3 separate regions of the Bos taurus genome follow, and all the other regions are linked to region 2. A link is a contact called in public Hi-C data. All regions are on one chromosome and are shown on one strand. Each heading gives the region's core, a stretch centred on a gene start, on an enhancer-like site or on the middle of the called end of the contact. The rest is flanking DNA. Distances are from core to core; before and after follow the strand shown. Region 1 has its middle 19 kb from the start of HECA. Region 2 holds the start of CITED2 (Cbp/p300 interacting transactivator with Glu/Asp rich carboxy-terminal domain 2). Region 3 has its middle 64 kb from the start of HECA.

The links. Hi-C and Micro-C count contacts between places; a contact is called where the count stands out from the background.
Region 1: a contact with region 2 is called in a Hi-C map of an unstated tissue, with 4 times the contacts expected there. The contact joins the enhancer-like site here to the promoter of CITED2 in region 2. A contact is called at or near these places in 3 of 11 Hi-C or Micro-C datasets (liver, skeletal muscle and an unstated tissue).
Region 3: a contact with region 2 is called in a Hi-C map of an unstated tissue, with 4 times the contacts expected there. The contact joins the enhancer-like site here to the promoter of CITED2 in region 2. A contact is called at or near these places in 3 of 11 Hi-C or Micro-C datasets (liver, skin fibroblasts and an unstated tissue).

The regions. Positions count from the first base shown.
Region 1 is chr9:76,814,091-76,818,877 of ARS-UCD2.0, forward strand. No RefSeq gene overlaps it. Among named protein-coding and RNA genes, the nearest start is that of HECA, 19 kb to the right of the region's middle. Within about 2 kb of position 1,806, at least 9 of the 102 cell types and tissues checked have an H3K27ac peak or open chromatin away from gene starts, as enhancers often do.
Region 2 is chr9:77,046,787-77,051,493 of ARS-UCD2.0, forward strand. CITED2 (Cbp/p300 interacting transactivator with Glu/Asp rich carboxy-terminal domain 2) reads right to left here and starts at 1,786. Exons shown (of 2, transcript NM_001075819.1): 1 at 1,547-1,786; 2 at 1-1,080. The coding sequence starts at 1,072. The coding sequence ends at 251.
Region 3 is chr9:76,897,338-76,901,966 of ARS-UCD2.0, forward strand. No RefSeq gene overlaps it. Among named protein-coding and RNA genes, the nearest start is that of HECA, 64 kb to the left of the region's middle. Within about 2 kb of position 2,939, at least 37 of the 102 cell types and tissues checked have an H3K27ac peak or open chromatin away from gene starts, as enhancers often do. A contact at or near this core is called in liver, where this site is marked.

The DNA of each region.
Region 1 (4,787 bases), core at 556-3,055, 230 kb before region 2:
AAGCCTTCCCAGACTAATACCAATGGATGCCTCTGGTGGCATTTATCCCCACAATCTCTTTAATATAAGCAGAAATATTGACTCTCAAGAAGAGAAAGTATGAACTGTCATCTGCCCAACTTCCATTCCCCAAATTCCCCACAGATATACCTCAATATACCCAGACCAGTAGTCCTTATTCCTGAGTGCACATTAGGATGACACAAGGATCTTTAAAGAAGTTCTTTTTAGAAGATCAAGAAAAACCTAATTTGGGAGATCTTGGTCAGGCTAATTAAATCATAGTCTCTGAGGGTGAGGCTCTCACAGTTTATTTTATTTTTAAAAATTTTCAGATCATTTTAATATTGGTCTAAGGGTGAGACTCTGTACTGCACAAAGCAGGACTCTCAAGTACCCTAATACACCTGGCTATGTTTCTTACTTTGCTTTGTGAGTGTATGTGTATGTGCACGCGCACACGCGCGCGCGTGTGTGTGTAATCTCACAGAATTACCATTTTATTTATTGGCCACACCATGTGGCATGCAAGATCTTAGTTCCCCAACCAGGGATAGAACTTGTGCCCCCTCAGTGGAATCGTTGTCTCAACCACTGGACCACCAGGGACACCCCTAGAATTACTAGTTTCAAAATTAAAACTCATAGGTCATCTCTTCCAATTACGTTTTTATTTTTGGAAATCTCCTGTAATGGACCTGGTATACTCAATCCATGAATAAAGCTCCATTTGAAAAATTTCAAGATTTACTAAGTAAAAGATGTTCAGAATATAATTATCTAGAAAGCAAGTGCAAGGGTGCTTTGTATTTGGCGGAGCAGATGAAAGTGAACCCAGAGACCAGTGGAACAGTGATGGTGTGGTGGCCACAGCTGGCTCTGAGATGTCAAGTTTGGCTCCTGGAATATTGACTGTGTCTCAGCTCTTCCTCCTTCAGCCTGTTTCCTTATTTGCAAACACGAGGACAGTAATGCCTCCAGGCTTGTTTTGAAGATTAAATTGGGTAAATAGTTGTGAAAGTAGATGATACATAGTTTAATTTTTTAACAGTTGTAAAATTGTGAGAACCTTCTTTCACTGACCTTAAAAAGGTAAAAAGAAAAAAACTATTTTGCATTTAAATAAGTATTTCTTTATTCTGCCAATTCTAATGATTTTTAAACATCTCAAAGTTTCCCAGCATAACCCGGGTTTTTTGGCCTTTTGGTTTCAAAAATGTGTCCATTTCTAGAAAGTATTCCAGCTTTCTAGAACTCAGTCTGCTCTATTCTTTGAAGCATGTGATAGAAATATACGCTCCGTTGTTGTTCAAAAGTAATTTATCGTATTGGTAATCTACGAGAGAACTAATCTACAGTGTTGAAAATATATCCCTTTCAAGATTTGTTTAGAGGAAGAAAAAATTAATTATTTGATGTAAACAAACTTCTTTATGAAGTTATGGTTATAAAAACCCAAAGCAGTTAGAGGACATTATGATTTATCCATCACAAATGAGGAAGAAGTGTTAGAAATGCAGTAGACTAATGCTGTGTGTGTGTGCATGTGTGTATGTGTGTGTGCATGTGTGCATATGTGCGTGCGTGTGTGTGTGTGTGTGTGTGTGTGTGTGTGTGTGATGGTATTTTCCTGATGGTCTTCTTTTTAGTTTGAGCCTGGAGGAAAGCAAATATCAAAGCTCTTTTCTCTTATGCCCAGGGCAGCCTATCAGAGGAAGAAAAACAACAGAAGATAAGATCTTAACTAGAGCAATGAGGGCAAGCACTTGCTTTTAACCTCAGATGCAAGGGAAGTGGTGGAGTTTCAGGGTGTTGTTTGTAAAGTCTAAAGTTTTGCCTGAGGCTGAAGTGATGCAGATGTCTCCCAAGGCCTCTCTGATTTTATGTGACAAATTCTAACATCAAGTTTATTGGGCTAAGAATTAAACAAAAATAAATGCCATTCCCTAATACTTTTTTAAGGAAAAAAATTCTTGGAAAAATTATTTCCCATTGTCTCCTATTCCCAAAACCTTTCATCTGCTTGGTTTTAAGCTGGGGAGATTACAGAAATTGGAACAGTGTAAGAAATCGAGTGATGACAGTTGAATCTAGTTAGAGAGAGTGTAGCATTGTACTTGGGGGTAGTGGTGGTGGTTCAGTCACGAAGTTGGGTCTGACTCTTGGAATCATATGGACTGTAGCCCATCAGGCTCCTCTGTCCATAGGATTTTCCAGGCAAAAATACTGGAGTGGGTTGCCATTTCCTTATCCAGGAGATCTTCCCAACCCAGGGATCAATTTCACATCTCCTACATTGCAGGTGGATTCTTTACCATTGAGTCAACACTTAAATTTTAATTCCATATACCATATGCCTTGAATGTAAGTTGGAATAATGAGTTATGCTATTTACTTTGATTTAAAAGGCACTAATGGATATATACGTATGTATTTTATTTCACCTCTCTTAATTTTCTACTCTTCAGGCCTAGGATATCTTAAATTGTCACTCTAGCTTCTCAAAGATTTCTCCACAAATTATAACAAAGAATCTTCCAGACAGCAAAACTATGATCAATGGATAAAAATTATAAGTATGCAAGATTCACCACAACATACAAAGGAACTTTCTGTGAAAAAACATACAAAGGAACTTTCTGGGAAACAAAAATGTCCAATGAGTCTGCCTTCGATCACTGTCTTGGGAAGATTTCAAGTTAAGGCTAAATAATGAAGCAAGTTTGGAGTTGGCCTAAGGCTAAATGATCATTTGCTTCAGGACATAGTAGAAGGAATTCCAGGGCTCAGTAAGAGCTTAGATTGCAAAGTCTCCTCCCAATATAAGATTATATGATTTTGGGACTTCCCTGGTGGAGCAGTGGGTAAGAATCACTCTGCCAATGCAGAAGACAGAGGCTTGATCTCTGATTTGGGAAGATTCCACATGCTTCAGAGCAACTAGGCCCATGTGCTACAGCTACTGAGTCCGCATGCTGCAGCTACCGAAGTCAGCATGCCTAGAGCCTGTGCTCAGCAACAAGAGAAGCCACAGCACTGAGAAGCCCCTGAACTACACCAACGAGTAGCTCCTGCTCTCCACAACTAGAGAAAGCCTGCACAAAGCAAAAAGACAAATAAACAATTTAAAGTATTAATGTACATTTTTTAAAAGATTATATGACTTTGGATAAAATAAATTTGACACAGAATACTTTGGTTTCTACCACCTTTCTGATTTTAGATGATAATTCATCAAGCTTTTATGAATAAGGCATTAACTTACAACTGAGAGAATGGTGAATATGGCCTATTTGCAAGCTGGAGACCCTCTTGCTGTGTTTTGAGAGTTTCTTAGTTTTAAAAACTGAAGTATCACTCATATTTATTGTCTCGGATTCCTTTTACACGTATTCCCTTGGTCCTGTTATATCTTAGCTGCCAATATATTCTTCTGTTTCATGTTTTATCTATTCACTATGTTCAATTATACCTGAAGACGGGGTACTTTAATGGTGGATTGATTTCCATGGCAGACTAGAGTGAAACCATATACATCATTTCACCAATAACTTTTGCATACTGTGTCCCGTGTCTACTGCAGACATTAGGATGGCCAAAAAGATCTATCATTGGTGCTTCGGATGAAAAATATATTGCACGAAACATAATTTATTCCTTTTAACTTATTAGAAGCTATTTCAAAACTGATAGCAAAGTTTATTTCTTACCAAAATGTAAGGGGAGGCCGCAGATAAAATCGAGTCTTTCTCCCCAATGCCTGGGCATCCCACATGTTGAGATAACAGCTGGCATAGGATATTAATAGATAGCCATTGTCCTGGCACCTGGCTGGGGAATCACAGTCTGAGACTATAACCAGGGCAGCTGCAGGTTCTTGTCAGTTTTTTCTGAGCCACAGAAATGAGAAAAATAATCGTTTTAGAAATATATAACATACTGGCCCTCATGAAATACTTCCAATACTCAGGAAAAATAAATGAAGTACATTTTAAAATTATTTTGAACAGTCTCTAAACTATTTAGTCTATTTTTCTACTGGTGGCTCAGTCGGTAAGGAACCTGCCTGCAATTCAGGAGATTCCGTTGGATCCCTGGATCAGGAGGCTCCCCTGGAGAAGGAAACAGCAACCCATTCCAATATTCTTGCCTGGAAAATTCCATCAACAGAAGAGCTTGGCAGGCTACACACAGTCCATGGGGTCGCAAGAGTGGTCATGACTTAGTGACTAAACCACCCACCCTACTATCTTAAGAGTAAAGAATATTGATTGTAAAGAAAATCAAACTAGAAGAGGTATTGGAGTAAGAGGAAAATATGGGGCTAAACACTGATATTTGAATATGTATAAACGTTGTGTGGTTTACCAATTCCAAATAAAATAGGGATGCAGTTATGAAAAAAAGAAAAAGTATGAAAAAGCTTGTTTTGAGAAGAAAATTAAACTAGTATTGAAGACCTGTTATACACCCCAGATAAAAAGATGCTACTGAATTTCTTCCACACCCTTCCTTCTCTCTCCTTTCATTTTATTCCATCCCCTTCCACTGCCCTCTTTATTCCCTTTTCCTTCTCTCTCCTTTGCTTTCACAAAGATTTCCTAAAATTGTCAAATCTATAAAGTCGAGGAGAAAGCAGCCCTCATAGAGCTGCCACTGCACTCAGGGAGTCTGTATGTTCGTAAATAATTCAAAAAATAATTTATAACAGATCCAAGGGAAAAGTGAATTACAAAAAAGCCTGCCGGGTATTGAGGGCTGGGAGAGACTGCACCCTTCCGGAAGTC
Region 2 (4,707 bases), core at 536-3,035:
TTTCAACTACATAAGGGAGGTGAATGTCCAGGCTACAAAAACGAAACAAAAACAGAAAAAAAAAAAAAAAAAGTGGCAGCAATTTTTAAAACCAATTTGTACAAGTTTATAGTTTACTTTGTTTCCAAGTTCTCAAACCTTTCACGCTCTGAAAAGTGAGATACTGTGTCTAAAGGGAATGTTTTTTTTTTTAATTCACACCGAAGAAGTTGGGGTATTTGATTTTTTTTTCGCCGGGGTTTCGATCGAGTCAACAGCTTACTCTGCTGGGCTGTTGTTTGCACACGAAGTCCGTCATAAAATCAAACTCGTTTTGCCCCAGCCAGAGTTCGGGCAGCTCCTTGATGCGGTCCAAACCCATTTCTATCACTAAGGACATGAGCACTTCCTCGTCGATGAAATCAGTGTCTATGACATTGGGCGGCAGCACTGCAGCAGGGACGTGGGCCACGGAGGCGGGCATGTTGCTGCTGCTGCCGCCGCCGCTGCCGCCGCCGCTATTGCTGCTGCCCGCGCCGCCGCCCGAAGTGCCCGCAGAGCCGCCGGGGGTGCTGCTGCCGCCCGAGCCGCCGGGGGTGCTGCTGCCGCCGCTGTGCTTGGGGTTGCAATCTCGGAAGTGCTGGTTTGTCCCGTTCATCTGGTGGCCCGCAGCAGGGTGCAAATCCGGCATGTAGTGGTTGTGGGGGTAGGGGTGATGGTTGAAATACTGGTTGTTGAGCTTCTGCAGCTGCATGCTGGCTGGCAGGGAGCCTCCCTGGCTGGCCACCGGGGGGCCCATGAACTGGGAGTTGTTAAACCTGGCCGCGGGGGCCAGCGCGCTCGGGGGGTGCCCTCCGTTTACAGTTCCCGGCCCCATCGCGTGCCTGATGCCGCTCGAGGCATTCATGTTGCTCGCGCCGTAGTGTATGTGCTCGCCCATCAGGGCGTTGAAGGCGTGTTGCGGCTGCTGCTGCTGGTGATGATGGGGGCTAGGGAACTGCCCCATACCCATGCGGTGGGCAGGGTGGTGGTGCAGCCCGTTGGTGCCGTCGGGGAAGCGCCCGTGGTTCATGGCCATCATATGGTCTGCCATTTCCAGTCCTGCAAGTGAAAAGGGGAGACGGTAAGACCCCGCGCCACACGTGTCGCCCACCACGGCGCACCCCACTTTTCCTCGCCCCTGGCTCCCAGGTTCATCCGACGCACTTCAGCTGCGAATCCTCATCCCGAAGATCCCGCTAGGAGCCTGTGCACCCGGGCTACCCACCAAGGAAAGACCTGCCATCCACAACAGAAGATCTGCGCGCTGCACAAACAGCTCTTTCCCCTGCGATCCGGCGGGGGACCCAAGCCCACACCCCGCTCTGGCTCCCCGAAGTCGCCTAATAAAGGAAGTGCCCCATAGCCCAGCCGCGAACTTCAGGCATTAAATCAGCCCTTCTCATCCTGTTGTTGCACATCCTGTTGTTATTCCCCAGCTCCGCCTCGCGCTCTTCCTCCGGGCAAACCCAGCCCTCGGAGGACTGGCCTGGCAGGAGCCCCAGCCAGCTTCGCCCGACGCACTTACCTTCCGTCCTTGCGATTTCTGCTCCGAAGACCGAGGGCGGGATCGTCGGGTCCAGGACCGGCTCAGCAGCACATAGACGGGGCCTTCCTGGCGTGGAAGGCGCTCGCAGTCGCGAAGTCGGCGCCGAAGTCTTGCAGCAGCCGCTGGGGCAGGATCGGAGCCGTTCCCTTTTATTTCCCCTCTGCTGCACTCACAGCTCGGCAAGACCGCCCGGCAGCTGCCAACAATGAGCTGTGTTTCTTCGGGCTTTGGCCACAGTTAATATAAGGGATTTCAGGAAGGGAGGAGCGAGAGCCTCCCCGGCGGGCGGCGGGCAAACGCGGATTCCGGAACATCAGGCACGCAGGACCGGGCTGGGCAGCCGCGTCCCCGCGGCCAGAGGCACGTGCGCAGAGCCTGAGGGCCCAGGCCCCGCCCCGCTGCCCCCCGATTCTGGTTTCTTCGCGGCCCACAAATACCAGGCCAGACCGCCCCGGCGCAGAAAGTCCTCCCTGGACGCTCAGCCCGAAGGTAGCGCCCGCCGCGAGAGAAACTAGGAAAACTCACCGCCCCACTCTGGCCGAATCCCCACCTCGAGCTCACCTAGCGACCTGGGCTGCTTTCTGTGGGAAAATAGGGTTCACACAGCGCCCCCTGTTTAGTGCCTTTCTGCCTCCGCGGCTTTGCAAAAGCCTACCCGGGTTGCAAAGAATGGCTGTGTTTACCCTAGTGGGTTTTTAAGCCCCGGGCAAATAATGCCCCCTCCCCTGTGCGCGCTTTCCTGAACTGTGCCTTTGTGTTTTTGTAGGAGCAGTAGGTAAACCTGATCTAGACATTTTGCGTGTAGATGCATTTCCTCCACTCCTTTCAAGGACAGGAGCTGGGGGCGGGGAGCGGCAGCGGCAGCCGCTGCAGGTGGACCGAGCGCGTTCGCGGGCTCGGCCGCCCCCGCTCCAGCGCCTAGGAATCCGGTCCGCGGTTTCGCGGCTGCTTGCCGCTCCCGGGGTACGTGTGCTTCTGCTAAGTTTGCGTTTGCAGCTCTTGGTAGCTTTGGCATCCGAGCTGAGGCGTCTCTGCTCTGTAAACAAACTCAGCGATCCTCGTCCCCAGATCCACCTTTTTGCACATACACAGTTTCTTGCTTCTGCTGTTGCCCTTGATCCGGGAGGTGGGGGTGTGTGCAAACTTGCACAGCCTCCCTCCGGGCTCTGCCTGACGGTTTGGGGTTGATTTAGAAGCGAACGGGTTTGTAATTAAGAAATTCGAGGGCTGAGTAAGGCTGCTGAAGCTGGAAAAGGAAAACAAATAGATAACATGGTAATCGCTTTGTAAATAAAGTCGTTCTGGAGGTGGGCACGTAGCTGCACGTCCCGTATGGCACCGCGCGCGCACACACACTGCTGGGACTCTTCCTTTTCAGTGAAATTGCTCAGTGGGCCAATAGGCGATAATAATAACCTTGCTTCCCAGAACGCGGCACAACTAGCCTGGTCGTCCATTTGGCTCATTGACTTGCAAATAAAAGCCCTAACGCGGGCCTGGGCCACTACCCAGTCGGAGCTCTCTTGCTTTCTCAAATGGGGAAGCCGAATTGTTTCCCCAACACCGTGATGAGGTTGCTTGGAGCTTTTAAATTGCTCTTTATGTGGTAAAAGTGAGTTTAGCGCTCCGAATAAGGACTTCTGTTCAGAGTTGTTTCTTCATAACTAGATATCCATTGACGACTTCCTGCTGTGAAGAGCAAGTTCCCCCCCCACCCCACCCCGCTTTTTTTTTTCTCTCTGCATCTTGCTCACAGGACTTTTTAAGGCCCTTTTTGAAGACTGGAAATTCTGATACATTTCCCCTTTCAAGAATTTGCAGAAGAGAGCAAATCCTGATTATTTGAATTTATTACCTCTCTGTCTTCCTTTAGTTATATATGTGTAGAATAGTTAATATATGGATTTAAACATTGTTACTGTCTTCCTCTCTTTCCTTTTCCACACCCTCCATCATTTATAACCGTGCGTGCAATAATTTTTAAACCTCAAAAAATGTTTGCACAGGAGCATATTGCAGTTTGGGTTGCAAGAATCCCCTGATCTCTTGTCCACCCACGACTTATACCTGTAGGTCATGGGCTTGCAGTTACAGAATCAGAGGCTTGAGAAAACAACAACAACAAACTTGATACTTCCTATCAAAAAAATAGACTCAAAAATACTGGTCAACTTTCCCCGCCCCAGCCCCCTCCCCCTCAAAAATTGCCAGATAGATTGTTTACTTCCCTTCCTTGTACTGCAGTGTCTTGCGACACAAGGACTGGCTCTTGAATGTCTAATCTAAATTCCCCTTGAAACCATTAAAGAAAGGTGCAGCTCCATCCTGCTCCAGTGGTTCCACAAACTATTGAGAAATCCCTTGAAAGGTCACCTCCCCATCCCCCAACCCTTAGAGGAAAAAAAAAAATTCCTTCTGGGACCAGCTGGTGAGAACATGGTGTGCTTTGTTCATTTATTCATCCATCCAGTGAATATTTACCAAGTGCCGGGCACTTTTCCTAGCTCCTGGAGAGACAACCAGGACAAGAACTCACGGTCAAGAGTGGAGATGGACAAACAAGCCTTGGACACACTTTGATAAGTGTCACAGCAGCACTAAGCACAGGGACTTCTGGAGCACATAGGAGGGACAACCTGGACTTCCAGCCTTGGGAAGGCTTCCCAGTAGGAGTGGTGATAAATGGAGGCCAGGAGGGGGACACAGGTGGGAGAAACAAGGTTGGAGAGGTGAACAGGCTGGATCCTACAGGCATTGGTCCCCAAGATGAGAAATTAGGGTTGTGTCTTGAAGGTAAAGAGAAGTGAGTGAAGGCTTGTGAACCAGTGAGATGATCAAATTTTCATTTTAAAGCGATCAGGACAATACTGTGGAGAATGGATTGAGAAAGTAAGACTGGGAGTGGGGAATCCAGTTGGTGGGCTACTACAGTCATCCAGGAGTATGCAAAACCCAATGTAAGCAGGGGCTTATCCTGTGAACTGGGGTGAGGCAGTGCAGCTGTATGTGGCCCTGAAGGTGGTATATGGTTGTATTTCTTTCCTAGGGCGCTCAGGCTTAAACAACAGAAAATTATTGTCTCACAGTTCTGGAGTCTAGAAGTCCAAGATGAAGGTGTTGGCAGAGTTGGTTTGGAGCGC
Region 3 (4,629 bases), core at 1,689-4,188, 150 kb before region 2:
TGTCTCTTTTTTTTGTTTTGTTTTTAATATTTTTTCCTACCTCCTTTCGAAGATTTGGGTTGCTTTTCTGGGTGCCTGATGTCCTCTGCCGGCATTCAGAAGTTGTTTTGTGGAATTTACTCGACGTTTAAATGCTCTTTTGATGAATTTGTGGGGGAGAAAGTGTTCACCCCGTCCTACTCCTCCGCCATCTTGGCTCCTCCTCCAGCAAGAGTTCTTTTTGAAGAATTGTGTTGAAATCACAATCATTTTCCAGGTGTCTTTAATCTGTCATCTAGGTAGATGGGATGTAGGTTCTGGCTCTTACTCTTTTGGAATTTGGATTTTAACATTAAGTATTTATATGATGTTTAGTGTAAGAGGTACTAATGTTTTATTATAGCTTTTGGGGTGAAAAAATTAAAAAGGAGGTAACATGCAAATTCTGTTTCTGTTGCTAAAAACCTTATGATTTCTCTTAAAGCTGATGTGCATATTTGGGTTTGTATTAGTTGAAAGTTTTAAGAAAATATCTGTAGCAAATCATTGAAGCTGTGGAAGAAAGTGTATTCGAAATTGCTAGGTTCTAAAATTCAAAAGAAACGATTTTATCAAAGAAGAATGATGTTTAAAATAGTTCAGGAGAAGTCTTTTTCTTTTAAAACTGTCTCTATTTTGAGATTGGAGTGGGTACTTAGGCACTTTGAGTTTTCTTCGTTTGTGCTGTGCTCTGCTAGGTCACTTCGGTCGTGTCTGACTCTTTGCGACCCTGTGGACTGTAGCCTGCCAGGTTCCTCTGTCCATGGGATTCTCCAGGCAAGAATACTGGAGTGGGTTGCCATTCCCTTCTCCAAGGTATTTTTCTGATCCAGGGATTGAACCTGCATTTCTTAGGTCTCTTGCACTGGCAGGTGGATCTTTTACCTCTAGCATTACCTGGATAAGCCCTTTCGTGGTTTAAATATAATTTAACAAGATACTAATTATGAGTGTAAAGATTTCAAAATTTATAATTCAACCCCAAAGGAAGAAAATCAGAAAGGCCTTGAAGTAAACGGTCTGCTTGTGGAGCTGTGCTCATTTTGAAAGTACACATTTCTGGACCAGATTTCTAATGTGGGCCAAGGAAGTAAGCTTTCAAGGTGCTGAGAGAAGTTTCTCCCAGCAGCTCACCTAATGGTTAAACTTGAATTTGTAGTAGCTGATAGTTGCTTTAGGTGCCCTCTTTGAACTGAATTGTAGGAATTAAAGAATAAGGCATCTAAGAAATCTTAGCAGGTCAACAGTTGAATGATTGGCTGGAAACATGTTTTCAAAACTACTTTGCACAGAACCTTGCAAAAAGAAGGGGGCTGGAATGGATGGAAAACATGATGATTGAATCTTTATGGGTAAAACTATGAGCTCACATAAATATTTAATACCTTAAGTTATTGCCTACCTGGACTGTAGTCAAAAATATAATCATAGTAAAATACCAGAAACTTTAGAAGGGCCTTAAATGCAATTCTCACAGTAGTAGCTTAAGAAAGTTTGTGATGTGATGTGAAAGTCGCTCAGTCGTGCCCAACCCTTTGTGACCCCATGGACTATACAGTCCATGGAATTCTCCAGGCCATGGAGCGGATAACCTTTCCCTTCTTCAGGGCATCTTTCCAACCCAGGGATCGAACCCAGATCTCCCACATTGCAGGCAGATTCTTTACCAGCTGAGCCACCAGGGAAGCCCAAGAATACTGGAGTGGGTAGCCTATCCCTTCTCCAGCGGATCTTCCCGATCCAGGAATTGAACTGGGGTCTCCTGCATTGTAGGTGGATTCTTTACCAACGGAGCTATCAGGGAAACCCTAAGAAAGTTTAGTTTGTGAATAATACATTCTCCCTTCAATCTGTATATCCTGCATCCAACATGATACTTCTTTGCCCATTTCCTATTATTTGTGTTTACCGGGTCTCTTCCTGGAGAAGGAAGCACACCTGTGCAGTTCATTGGATTATGCTTGGATGATGGCTGTGGACCGAGGCTGGGCACCAGGATATCTCTGCAGGAAGGGTCCCCTGGGGTGTTCAGGTTCTGCTGCCCAGCTGCAAAAGTGCATGACCATATCACCCAGTTTTGGGTTTTTTACTTAATAGACTGTTTATTTACTAACTAACCTATTGTTTGTATGTATTGAGGAAGTAAGATTGGGTCATTAGGTGCTAAAAACATTTGAAACCATATTTTATTGATCATTGTCAGAAATGCGCTATTAGCACATGTGGAGGAGTTTGTGAATACAGGGAAGGGACTGAACACTTTGAGAGTTTTCCTGGCAGAATTTTCAGAAAGCCTGGCCAAGAGGACTGGCTTAGGGCATCTGCAAAGAAGCTATTTTGAGAACAAAATTCCAAACATATCATTTGTCAATCCGCAACTCAAGAATCAAACCAAAACAGAACAATAAATAAGTCATCATGACTTCTCATTCTCAGCTTAGTGACAGTGGTGATAGAACACAGGGAAAGATGGAAAACCCTTGGAGGTAGACGCTCTGGGGAGTGAATCGTGGCTGAGTTCAGTGCGCGTGTTTCTCAGCTGTGGAATACAGACACAGCTTTACCACCTTTCTGTTGTTGGTCTAGTGTAGATCATTCCTCTTTCAGTCCCTGGTGCCTCACCTACTGCCTGCTTAAGGGTGAGTCCTTAACTGTGTTCAAACTCTGCGGTTGCTGGCTTGCCCATGTCTCACTTAAGTGGAATACTGCCTGGATCCCAACTGTAGTTAAGTTTCAAGTTTGTTCAGAGCAAAATGAACTTCCTTGTAACTTTTTTCAGCATAACCCTCAAAAACAATTACTAACCTTGGCGGAAGATGAGGCCTCCTTAATGTCTGTACAAAGGTGGTTTTCAGGCCCGCCCTGGGTGCCATGCCCGTCTTGCTGGCCGCGAAGCCTGCTAGGCCTGCAGTGCTCAGTAGGTGGAGCTCGTGCTCTCTCTGTGCCGCAGCCATCGCGGAGGGTGTGGGTTTGGGCCGCAGGAATGTAGATACATCGTCTACTCAAAGTGGCTTCCTTGGGTCGGCAGCAGCCTAAACCCGTTACCGGCGCGGTGACAGCTGATGCTGACTGTCCTTGCTCGCAGGCAGGTTCAGAGTAAAGGCCTTTGGAATCTGTGAGGTTGGGCACAGCAAGAAGCAAAACCGCTGACTGAAATAAGCAGGTTAGGAGTCTGTTATCTGGTTCCCTGCAGATTGGCCCGGGAGCAGCTTGGAGGCTGAGACGAGTCCAGGAAGGCCCTTCTCTCCTGTAACTATGGTCTGAAAAAGTCTCATCAATGTGGCCAGCTCTCTAAAGCCCCCATTTTGGAGCCAATTTAGTGAAAATCAAGAATATTTTGAACTAGGGACAGAATTATAATTTTTATACTTGTGAGCTGGCTTCTCCTGGTCAGTCTTGATTTCCAGCATTCGATCTTATTACTGATGTGAGAGCAGTAGCCCTCAGTGCCTCCTTCTATTTGGGGTATAGAATATATAGTCACCATAATTACCACTTTCTGACAGCTGCTGCTGCTGCTGCTAAGTCACTTCAGTTGTGTCTGACTCTGTGTGACCCCATAGACAGGCAGCCCACCAGGCTCCCCCGTCCCTGGGATTCTCCAGGCAAGAACACTGGAGTGGGTTGCCATTTCCTTCTCCAGTGCATGAAAGTGAAAAGTGAGAGTGAAGTCGCTCAGTTGTGTCCGTCTTCGCGACGCCATGGACTGCAGCCTACCAGGCTCCTCCGTCCATGGGATTTTCTAGGCAAGAGTACTGGAGTGGGTTGCCATTGCCTTCTCTTTCTGACAGCTGAGTCTCAAGTAATGTTATGGACTGAATGTGTTCTTCGAAGTTCCTATGTTAAAATTGTAATCCCTACTGTGATGAGATCCCCTGGAGGACCGCGTGGCAACCCATTCCAGTATTCTTTCCTGGAGAATTCCATGGACAGAGGAGCCTGGCAGGCTCATGGGGTGACAGTCGGACACCAGTGAGTGACTAATGTGATGGTATTAAGATGTGGGGTCGTTGAGAGGTGATTCAGTCATAAGGGTGGAACCCTCATGAATGGGATGAATGCCCTTGGAAAAGAGGTTCCAGAGAGCCTTCTCATCCCTCCAGCAGGTGAAGACACAGAAGATGGCCAGCTCTGAACCAGGAAGCAGGCTCTCACCAGACACTGAATCTGCCTGCACCTTGATTTTGGACTTTCCAGCCTCCAGAACTATGAGAAATAAATTTACATTGTTTTTAAGCCACTCAGTCTGTGATATTTTGGTATAGCAGTATGAAGACTAAGACAATCAAGAACATGTCCCCTATTTCTAATTCAAACTTCAATTCTTATAAACAAAGTGATGGGAAACCTAAACCATGAGTCACTGGGATTTGGTTTTTGCTAGTCTATGGTAGTTCAGCTGGTAAAGAATCTGCCTGCAATGCAGGAGATCCTGGTTCAATTCCTGGGTTGGGAAGATCCACTGGAGAAGGAATAGGCTACCCACTCCAGCATTCTTGGGCTTCCCTGGTGGCTGGTAAAGAATCTGCCTGTCATGCGGGAGACCTGGGTTTGATCCCTGGGTTGGGAAGATCTTTTAGAAAAGGGAATGGCTACTCACTCCAGTATTCT